Linked DNA regions of Sus scrofa: region 2 is linked to region 1. The links are chromatin contacts, called in public HiChIP or PLAC-seq maps. All regions are on one chromosome and are shown on one strand. Each heading gives the region's core, a stretch centred on a gene start, on an enhancer-like site or on the middle of the called end of the contact. The rest is flanking DNA. Distances are from core to core; before and after follow the strand shown. Region 1 overlaps ERGIC1 (endoplasmic reticulum-Golgi intermediate compartment protein 1). Region 2 has its middle 22 kb from the start of TRNAE-UUC.

The links. HiChIP or PLAC-seq counts read pairs in DNA pulled down with a chosen protein or histone mark.
Region 2: a contact with region 1 is called in an H3K27ac HiChIP or PLAC-seq map of skeletal muscle. The contact joins two enhancer-like sites. A contact is called at or near these places in 6 of 47 Hi-C or Micro-C datasets (embryonic fibroblasts, epiblast stem cells, mesenchymal stem cells and 1 more) and 2 of 2 datasets of contacts at active chromatin or transcription factors (alveolar macrophages and skeletal muscle).

Annotation. Positions count from the first base shown.
Region 1 is chr16:51,366,073-51,371,039 of Sscrofa11.1, forward strand. All of the region lies in intron 1 of ERGIC1 (endoplasmic reticulum-Golgi intermediate compartment protein 1), which reads right to left. Among named protein-coding and RNA genes, the nearest start is that of ERGIC1, 35 kb to the right of the region's middle. Within about 2 kb of position 2,024, at least 40 of the 83 cell types and tissues checked have an H3K27ac peak or open chromatin away from gene starts, as enhancers often do. A contact at or near this core is called in embryonic fibroblasts and skeletal muscle, where this site is marked.
Region 2 is chr16:51,496,350-51,501,316 of Sscrofa11.1, forward strand. No RefSeq gene overlaps it. Among named protein-coding and RNA genes, the nearest start is that of TRNAE-UUC, 22 kb to the left of the region's middle. Within about 2 kb of position 2,777, at least 43 of the 83 cell types and tissues checked have an H3K27ac peak or open chromatin away from gene starts, as enhancers often do. A contact at or near this core is called in embryonic fibroblasts and skeletal muscle, where this site is marked.

The DNA of each region.
Region 1 (4,967 bases), core at 774-3,273:
ACACAGATGGACTTGGATGGGTATTATGCTAAGTGAAACAGGTCAGACAGAGAAAGATAAATACCATATGTTATTACTTCTACGTGGAATCTAAAAAACACAACAAACCGGTGAATATAAAATCAAAAACAAACCAAACCCTGTGTTACTTTATCACTTGTTTTCCTTCTGTCTGATCCCCCCCCACTTTTTTTTTTTTTTTTTTTGCTTTTTAGGGCCACATGTGCGACATATGGAGGTGCCAAGACTAGGGGTCCAATTGTAGCTACAGCTGCCGGCCACAGCTGCCGGCCACAGCCACAGCAACGAGGGATCAGAGCTGCATTTTCAACCGACACCACAGCTCACGGCAATGCCAGATGCCAGACCCCCTGAGCAGGGCTAGGGATCAAACCCATGTCATCATGGATACTAACTAGTCTGGTTTGTTATCGTTGAGCCACAACGGGAACTCCCATCTGTCCTTGTTACCATAGCATTATAGTCATTAAAAAAAAAAAAAATCCTATTGGCGTCTTTCCCCTTGAAGCTGTGAACTCTTCAAGGGCAGGAACTGGTCTCAGACATCGTAGGGTCCCCACTGCCTGGCACTGCAGTCTTAAGTAGGGAGCATCATTTTTGAGCAGCAAGAGGTCCACTGAGTCACAGGAGACTGGTGGTGGTTCTCACCTGAGATGTGCAGGTGAGTCCCTTCAGGGAGCTGCTTGGCTTCCTAACCACCCCCCAACAATGAGATGTCACGAGTGAGACCCACGGGAGGCAGGGGACCTCCTCCCCACTCCCAGCACCCCCATCTGCCTCGCCCTGTGCCTTCCACACCAGCGAATAGCTTATCTGAGCCCTGGCTTTCACGAGCGCCCACATGGGAAAATAAAAATTTAAAAGCACTTCACCAGGGGGTGATTACTCAGAGAGAAAACACTTCTCCCTCTGAAAATGACTCCAGGAAACAGTAAGCATCCTAAATGCATCAGCGGGCCTGGACGCTCGTCTGCTAGCTGCTCACATCACCAAGTGAGAGGCAGCAGGCATCACATGTCTCCGAAGGAAGTAGACGCTCCCCAGGAGAAGATGCCCTCTGGGGCCAGGCAGGTACTGGGGTGACAGAAGCGGGCTGGCGGGGCCTGGGGCAATCGGAGGGTCCACAGCCCATCTAAAGAGGGTAGAAAGTCCTCCAGCTTAGCCCACGGCCAGAACAAGGAGCCCTGGGGTGGCCAGATGAGGGAGAACCAGAAATCTGGGGTCTTATGTGAAATTACCGATTTGAAAATGACGGCAACTGGGGGTTTTTTGGTTTTTAAAAATAAAACAGTATGCAAATCAAAGGAAATACTTTTCTTGTGTGGCTCTGATTTGGCCTGGGGACTATCAGTTGGCCAACCTGGCCTTAAATCTTAAAGTATTTCTGTATCAGGAGAGTAGGATGATAAAGATAGGAGAGGGCGGAGGAAGAGCAGAAGCTGCAGAGCTAGAAGGGGACTTGGAGATCATGGAGTCCAGTGTGGCCAAGAAGGTTCGTCTCAGGGATCAATCCTAGTGGCTGCCCAGCTGCTAAGGCTGGGACTGCATTGGGGGTGTATGTGCTGGGATGGATTAGCAACGCCTACCAAGGACACGGGCCTGGGGGCGCTGGCAACATGCTTCCTGGGTATTCAGCAAGGCTGATTTAGCTCAGACCCATTTTAAAGGCATACAAACTGAGGTTCGGGAAGCAACACTACACTGCCTAAATGTCACAAGCGAGACTTACCTGGTGAGTCCCATCTGGGGCTCTTCCCACGCCACCCAGGTCCCCAAATCTACCAAAGCCTCGGCTTAGAGAGAAGTCTATCTCTAAACCAATACTGCAAGTCAATACGGAAATCTGATTTTAATGGTGATTCATTTTATCCACAGCTCTATCGGGACAGAACCTTTTCTAAACAGCAAGCGGGTCTGAGGCTTGCTGACGCTATCTGAGCTGCTCCTCCCAGCACGCTCGCTGTCCCGGTTGAGGGCCTGGCACCTGAGGGCCGAAGCCTGCCTTGAGCTCGGCCGTCCTCCCTCCCATTCAGTGTGAGTCATGGCTCTCGACTTCAGTGTGCTGGCTGCAAAACCTTCACTTTTACTTTTGGCTCCAGAGCAAAATGTACTTTTCCAAAGGACATTGATTCAACTGCGTTTGAGTTTTGCAATGCCCCGGCAGGGGCAAGGCCAGCCTCCCTGAGCACATGCTGTCCCGGGGAATGAAGACCAAAGAATGCGGTTATCGCCTCCCTCACCTCCCCCCGCCTCCTCCCCCAGGGCGAGGATCAGTCCACGCCCTGGCAGAGCCCCCTGGCAGGCCTGCCACCCCCCCTGGTAACCCAGCCAGGGAAGCCCTACACTCTGCAGAGCCATGGCCCCCACGTCGTTGCTGTAGGGGTGGGTGGGAAGAACACCGTCCCGGGGGTCAGGCTGGTGGTGGCTCAGGCACCGAAACGAGGGCATTGTGTACCTGTTTGCTTTTTTAAAAACAGACCACTGTTTAGAGCAGTTTTAGGGTCACAGCAGAACTGAACAGAAGGTACAGGCAGGAATTAACCACTGGCTCAGTGGTTAACGAATCCGACTAGGAACTATGAGGTTGAGGGTTCGATCCCTGGCCTCGCTCGGCGGGTTAAGTATCTGGCGTTGCCGTGAGCTGTGGTGTACATCACAGATGTGGCTCAGATATGGTGTGGCTGTGGTGTAGGCTGGTGACGACGGCTCCAATTAGACCCCTAGCCTGGGAACCTCCATATGCTGTGGGTGCAGACCTAAAAGGACAAAAAAAAGAAAAAAAAAAAAAAGGTACAGACACGTTTCCATATACCTGCCCCCACACATGCGGTCTCCCCCATTGTCCACATCCCGCCAGGGTGGGGCATTTGTTGACATTATCACCCAAAGCCCACAGTTTACATTAAGGCTCCCTCTGGGTGTTGCTCCCTCTGGGTGTTGTACGGGGCAAACGGAAAATGACACGCATCCACCACCAGAGTATCAGAGTGTCACTGCCCTATAAATCCTCTTGTTCAGCCATCCATCCCTCACCAAGCCCCGGCACCCCAGGCAACCACTGTTCTTTTTCTTGTCTCTATAGTTTTGCCTTTTCCAGAATGTCATGGAAGGAGAATTATACAGTATCCAGCCTCTCCAGATGGGCTTCTTTCAGTCCGTACATATGCATTTAAGTTTTCCCCATGTCTTTTCATGGCTTCATAGCTCATTTCTTTCCAGGCCTGAAAAATATGCCAGTGTCCGGATGAACCACTGGGTACCTGGTTTTTCAACCCCTGGGGTGCGGATCTGCCAAGCCAGGGGCTCTGCTGCCTTTGGACAAAATTTTCTCTGAACCTCCAGTGTTTTTCATCTGTAAAATGGGAATAAAAACACTGATGACCTCGTGGGAAGGAGGAGTCTGTGTGGAAACGTACGGAAGGCATGGATTACAGTTCGCAGCAGGGGGCAAGAGACAGATGTTAGCTGCAATTATCATCACTAGCACTGTGGTTGGCACGGCCATGTGTGGGCTTATTCTGGCTTTTCTCTGCAGAGTGGCACAGGGGGCCATGGAGACAGTGCTGGCTTTGGGCTCACACAGGCTGACATTCTTTTTTTAAAATTTAAAAACAATTTTATGGCCACACCCAAGGCGTATGGAAGTTCCTAGGGATTGAATCTGAGCCACAGCTGTGATCTATGCTACAGTTGCAGCAATGCCAGGTCCTTAGTCCACCACACTGGACTGGGGATTAAGCCCATGCCACCAGAGACAATGCCAGACACTTAGCCAGTTGCACCACAGCAGAAATACCCAGGCTGGCATTCTAATGCTGTCTCTGCTTAGGCAACTAACTAGGCCTCTCTGAACCTCAATGGATTACATTTCTCTTCTAAGTAATTTTTCTTTTTTTTGTCTTTTTAGGGCTACACCTGTAGCATATGGAGGTTCCCAGGCGAGGGGTCTAATGAGAGCTGCAGCTGCCGGCCTACGCCTCAGCCACAGCCACGCCAGATCTGAGCCACATCTGTGACTGATACCGCAGCTCACGACAACACAGGACCCTTAACCCACTGAGCGAGGCCAGGAATCAAACCCGCAGCCTCATGGTTAATAGTTGGATTTGTTTCCACTGCGCCACAACGGAAACTCTTCTTCTAGAGAAATTTTAAGAAACAAATGGGATGGCTAACTGGAGGCCAGAATGAGCCCCTGGCACCCTGCAGGCACTCATAAAAGGTTAGTCCAAAGCTATAAGGAGAGGTGCTTGGCATTTCCTGTGAGTAGCCCCGCTGAGGACACCTTGCAGAGAAGGCGGACGGTGCGTGCGTGTGTTAGAGAGAATGGCGATGGAAGCCTGCTGGTCAGCACCAGGCCTGCAGGAGGGTTTTCAAAGCGAGTGCCTTGCTGTCCGGCCCAGCCAGGACCCAGCGGATGTCAGCCAGGAATGCGAGCAGTAACACCTGTGCAGCCTAGCTAGCTGTCATTTTGGTGTCCATGACAGCGAGTGGCCAAGGCCCGTCAGCATTGTTCCTGCGGCCTCCAGGGACAGAACTAGGGACATGGAGCAGAGTCATGGGGCAGCATCCATTGAATAGCTCACAGGTGCCCACCAGGGAGCTCCATGCAACTGCTGGGCCCGAGCCAGGACGCCTGTGTTCTCCCAAGGAATGACCTTGGCCTTCTGTCTATAGAGACCTGCGCACCTGGGAGACCCACCGCCCCCACCTGTCTGTGACGCATCACACCCCGACCATGCAGGGTCGCGGACCCTGGGAGGGAGGAACAGGCATGATCCCCATGACAGATGAGGGGGACAAAGCGCCCCCAGGGGGCACTGGAGCTAGAACTCAAACCTTTGCCTTTTGGATCCCCTGCAGCCCCGAGGCAAGCCTGGGCTTTGCAGATGCCACCCAGAGGCCTCCTCAGGGATGGTTTCCCGGAGCTGCTTCGGTGCTGTTGC
Region 2 (4,967 bases), core at 1,527-4,026, 130 kb after region 1:
GGAGGCCTGAAGATAAAACCGGGCTGGAGTATAATCTTCCACACAGGTTCTCCTGGAGGTCTCTACGTGCACAGCTGCAGTGCCATGTGCGTGCATGCATGCGTGCGTGTATGTGTGTGTGTGTGTGTTGTGTGTGTGTTGGTTGGTTGGGGGTGGGTCGGGAATGATAAAAGAGTCAGCTAGTAGAGTGCAGTGGTTTGACGTATAGACTCTGGAGCCAGGCTGCCTGGGTCTGAAGCCCAGCTTCTTAGCTGTGTGACCTTGGGCAAGTAACTGGCCCTCTCTGTGCCTGTCTCCTCCTCTGTGAAGCTGTGCAGTGGTTAAAGGCTAATTCAGGCAATTAGTTGTACCTCCTAATTCATGCAATAGTGCTGGTCCTGGTGTCAGCATAGTGTCGGGCACCTAAGGAAATCTCTTAAGAGTGAAACCAAATACTGGGGAAACTGAGTCAAGATTCTGAGATGAAATAACTTGACCAGGGATAGGCCAGTTGTACCAGGAAGCTCCCCCAAGGAGAGAACATCTGGAATGTTCTGGAATTCTGCCTAAAACCCAATGGCTCCTCTGCTATCCTCAGAACCAACCCAGAGTGAGTTTGTTTATCGTTTCCATGGCTCGCAAGGCTCCACGACGTCTGGAACCCACACCAAGCTCTTGATTTTGCCCCCATGAACCTGCTCTGCTCGCATTCTGCTGTCCCACCGCAGCCTCCCTCCTCCCTCCCCTGCCCCCGCCAGGGGCTTCACCGCAGCCCTTGAGCAGCTGCTGACTTCCTCTTCCCTCTCTCATTCCCTGCAGCCTGTATCGCAGGCTGTCCCTCCAACACGCAGTTGAAACCAGCCCCCCTCCGCAGGCCACCAGCGCTCACCCCTCAGGCCTGACCTGCCTGCCACCCGAACTACACCAGGAGACTCCCCCCCCAGGGCGTACGTCTGCTTCCACCCTCGGCCCACAGGCAACCCGAGAGCCTTTCAAAGCCTTACACATGTATGACTGGCTCACATTGCTGTAGAGCAGAAATGGACAGAACGCTGGAAATCAATTGTACTTTAATAAAATTTTTTTTTTCTTAATCCGCAAAGAGGAGATCCCGTCATGGCTCTGTGGTTAACGAACCCAACTAGGATCCATGAGGGCACAGGTTCGATCCCTGGCCTTGCTCAGTGAGTTAAGGATCCAGTGCTTCCGTGAGCTGTGGTGTAGACTGGTGGCTATAGCTCCGATTTGACCCTTAGCCTGGGAACCTCCATATGATGCTGCAGGTGTGGCCCTAAAAAGACAAAAGACCAAAAAAAAAAAAAGAAAAAAAAATCCATGTAGAAAAACAAACCAACCAACACAGCTCTTAAGATGCCCCTTCTCTGCATTTGACTCCCAGGAGCCTCACCCACACGTGGAAGAAAACCCCCAATTCTCAGGCAGCTCACCAAGCCCAGAGCCCCGGGTCCAGCGCCCACCCCCTGCTCCCTCGTCACCTCCCTGCTTGAATCACACAGGCCTCCTTGCTGTTCCCCTCGGAGCCTCTGCTCCTGTCCTTCTGTCCCCAATGCACCCTTCTCCTCAAGCTCCCGGGTGCCCCTGCCCCAGTCTCTGCCCAAGTATCGCCTCCTCTGGGCCTCCCCGACCCACGGTACCCCAACTCTCTCGTGTGTGTACACCCTAATCGCCTCTTTCCCACCTTAGCGTTTCTTCAAAGTGCTCACCTCCACCTGAAATTCTATCACGTTGCAATTCTTTTTTTGGTTAAATGTATAAATAATTTTTTAAACGTATGACTTTTTTGTCTCTCGAATGCACACACCCTGGGAGAGCGTGGATGTTTCCTGAAGGAAAGAGGGGAGGGGGAAGGGGTGCAGGCAGCAAGGGATTAAGGGTTCGTCTGACTTGAGCCCATCCAGCCGGGAGGACACAGGAAGGAGGGGACAGGGGACCCCCAGATGCTGGGATATTTGGGGGGACGGCCGGTCTGGCTCGCAGGGCATTGTGCTGGGGAGGGTCTTTGGGACAAACTCGATGGAGCTTTAATACCTGAAACGGGAGCTGTGGACTCAAGAAACTCAGCACTGACCCTAAAGAGCCTTCCTTCTCACTGGAAGGCACATTTGCTTCTAGAAAGGACGGTGAGGGTCGAGTCCTCTAAATCATCCTCCAGCCTTGGTTTGAGCTGCTCCCCCCGCCGTCCGGCTGGGGCTCGGCAGCTGGGGAGGGTGTGGACTCCGGATCTGGGGCCAAGAAGGAACTCGCGGCGTCACACCCTCTGGAATGCTGTGGCTGCGATGAACTCGCTCCAGATTCGCGCAGTTCCCGTCAGAACATGAAACCAGAGGGGGGAAAATACCCATGAGGCCCGGATTGATCAGCACAGGCCTTAGCAACAGCACAACAAGCTGTAGTCAAGCCCACTTCTGCAGCCGAGGTGCTTTCTGCCAGTCCTGGGGCTGGGGCCCTCTGAGCTGGCTTGGTCACTATTAGGGGCCTGCAGCCCAAAGGCCAAGTCCACGGCCACCAGGGTGGTGGAGCTGGGGCTTAAGCTGGAGCCACAAGGGCTTGCAGGAATGCCTTAAAATCCTGGCATCCCCAAAGTGCTCCCTGTGGGGAGGCTGAGGAGGGAATGCTAAGGGGTGTCCCCTCTGGCACCCCAGTTTACTCTGCTGGTTGATGGGCTCGCCCCCCAACACACCCTTGCCAGGAGCTGGCAAGGGGCTGGGGGACTTCAGAGGTGCAGAAACATCCAGATCATCCTGGCATTTCTCGGTGAGTCACACGCTCCCGTCTACACCATCGCAGCTGGACGGCGAGGAGCTGGGCCAGCTCCAGACCCGGCTCCTCCCTCCTCCCAGCCAGCATGATGGTATCATAAAATATCTCAAGCATATGGCAGAGTTCAGAAAATCATATTTCGGACAAGCGTCTCTCACTTCTATTTAACTTTTAAAGATTTGCCTTATGTACTTCGGATTTTTCTTGTCTTCTCTCTCTTAAAAAAAAAAAGAAAGAAAGAAAAAAGAAGAAAGAAAAAAAGAAGAAAGAAAAAAAAAAGAAGAAAGAAAGAAAAAGAAGAAGAAAGAAAGAAAGTAAAAAGATCTCAGGTCTGTCTGGGGAGATAAGCAGCCCATCTATCATGCTAATGAGAGTGTGCCTGGCAGATACTTGACCATAGGACTGGCCCATAGTAGGTGCTCAGGAAATTGTGATTTTCCTGATAAGGTTGCATCTCGCCTCCTGCAGCAGGTGGGGCATGGGCCTGCCAGTGGGGCTCAGGGTCACTCTGCCATCGGGACAGCATGAGCCTTGTTGGGAACGGAGAGAGGACAGCTACTGGTCCCCCCGTGTTGTCCCTTCCTGGGGATGTGGGGCAGAGGGTCATCTCCAGGTTGGGACCCTCCAAGGGTGCTGAGGGCAAGAACCCTCCAGAAAACAAGGATGTGAGGGATGCTGCCTTGATTTCCCTGCAGCAACCACTTGGGGAATTGAAGGCAGGGGCTTCTCCAGGGATGGGGGGTCTCTGGGCTCGTCCTGACGACCCCTCTCTCTCCCTCGGCAGCAGCCTCGACCTGGCCTGATTGAACCCGCTCATGGCCTGACCATGGGGCAGAGAGTTGGGGCAGACTCGTTGCAGCCGGGGGTCCAGGGGGTGAGAGGGCCGGAGCTCAGGGTGCAGCAACACCCACCCGTCTGTTTGCCTGACTCACGGACTCTGACTTGGCCGCTGATGGCGCAGCTCGCCGAGGCCAGAGCACGCTGTCCTGTCCTCCAAGGGCCCCGACTCAGGCCCCATCTCAGAGCCTGGGGAGTATGTGTGTGTGTGTGGGGGGTCCCTCTGGAGCCCCGAGTCCCCAAGATGGAGTCCCTGCCCCAATGCTGAAGAGCTCTGGGGCCCAGTGCAGCTAGTTTCTCCCCTGAGTCCCATTATCTGTGAGCGGGGGTGATTAACCCACACGGCGGCCCTTATTCCAGCAAATGCTCAGGCACTCCCGCCACCCTCCACGCCTCTGTGTTGTCCTAAAGCAGCAGTTCCCAAACTAGGTCCCACACTGCCAGCAGCGGCGTCACCTGGGCACCTTGTAGAAATGAAAATTCCCAGGCCCCACCCTGGACCTAGTAATCAGGAACTGGGGTGGGGCCCAGCAGTCGGTGTGAACAAGCTACCTGGAGGATTCTGATGCCTGCTCGTGTTTGGCCACCACTCATTTAGGGCATCGATCTGATCTTGTCCTTTTCCAGCTCCAGACCCTTCCATGGCTCCCCATGGCCTTCGGGATAAAGTTCAAGGGCTCTGACCAGCCTTCAAAGCCCTCCCCCGATGGCCCTGACTGACATGACGTGGCCAGCTTGTTTCCCCAGTCAGATGAGAGGCTGCTGGAGGGTGGTACCATGACTCAAGCCTCCGTCCTGCATGCCCAGCCCGAAGTCAGGCTGGTGGACTGCGCAGAGGGAGGGAGAAAACAATGGCTCGTGGTGACTACATGTGTGGTTCTGAGTGGCAGTCAGAAGTGCAGATGTTGGCCCTCGCCCCATTGCTGTGTGAACCAGGCAAGTCGCTGCACAGTTTGGAGCCTCCACATCCTTATCTATCAAATGGGCACAATAATAAAATGGCTGCTGAGGTTACTGTCAGCGATTTTTTTTTAAGGGCCACACCTGCAGCATATGGAAATTCCTGGGCTAGGGGTGGAACAGGATTTGTAGCTACTGGCCTATGCCACAGCCACAGTGTCTGCGACCTGTACCACAGCTCACAGCAACACTGGATCCCTAACCCCCTGAGCGAGGCCAGGGATGGAACCCACATCCTCATGGATACTAGTTAGGTTCTTAACCCACTGAGCCACAGTGGGAACTCAATGGTAAGGATTAAAAATGGGCAAAGTGCTCAGCCTGGTCCCTGGAAAATAGCAAAAGGCTTAGGCGATTGAGAGTCTACAATCCCTTATCCCAAATTCTTGGGGCTAGCTAAAGGTTTCAGA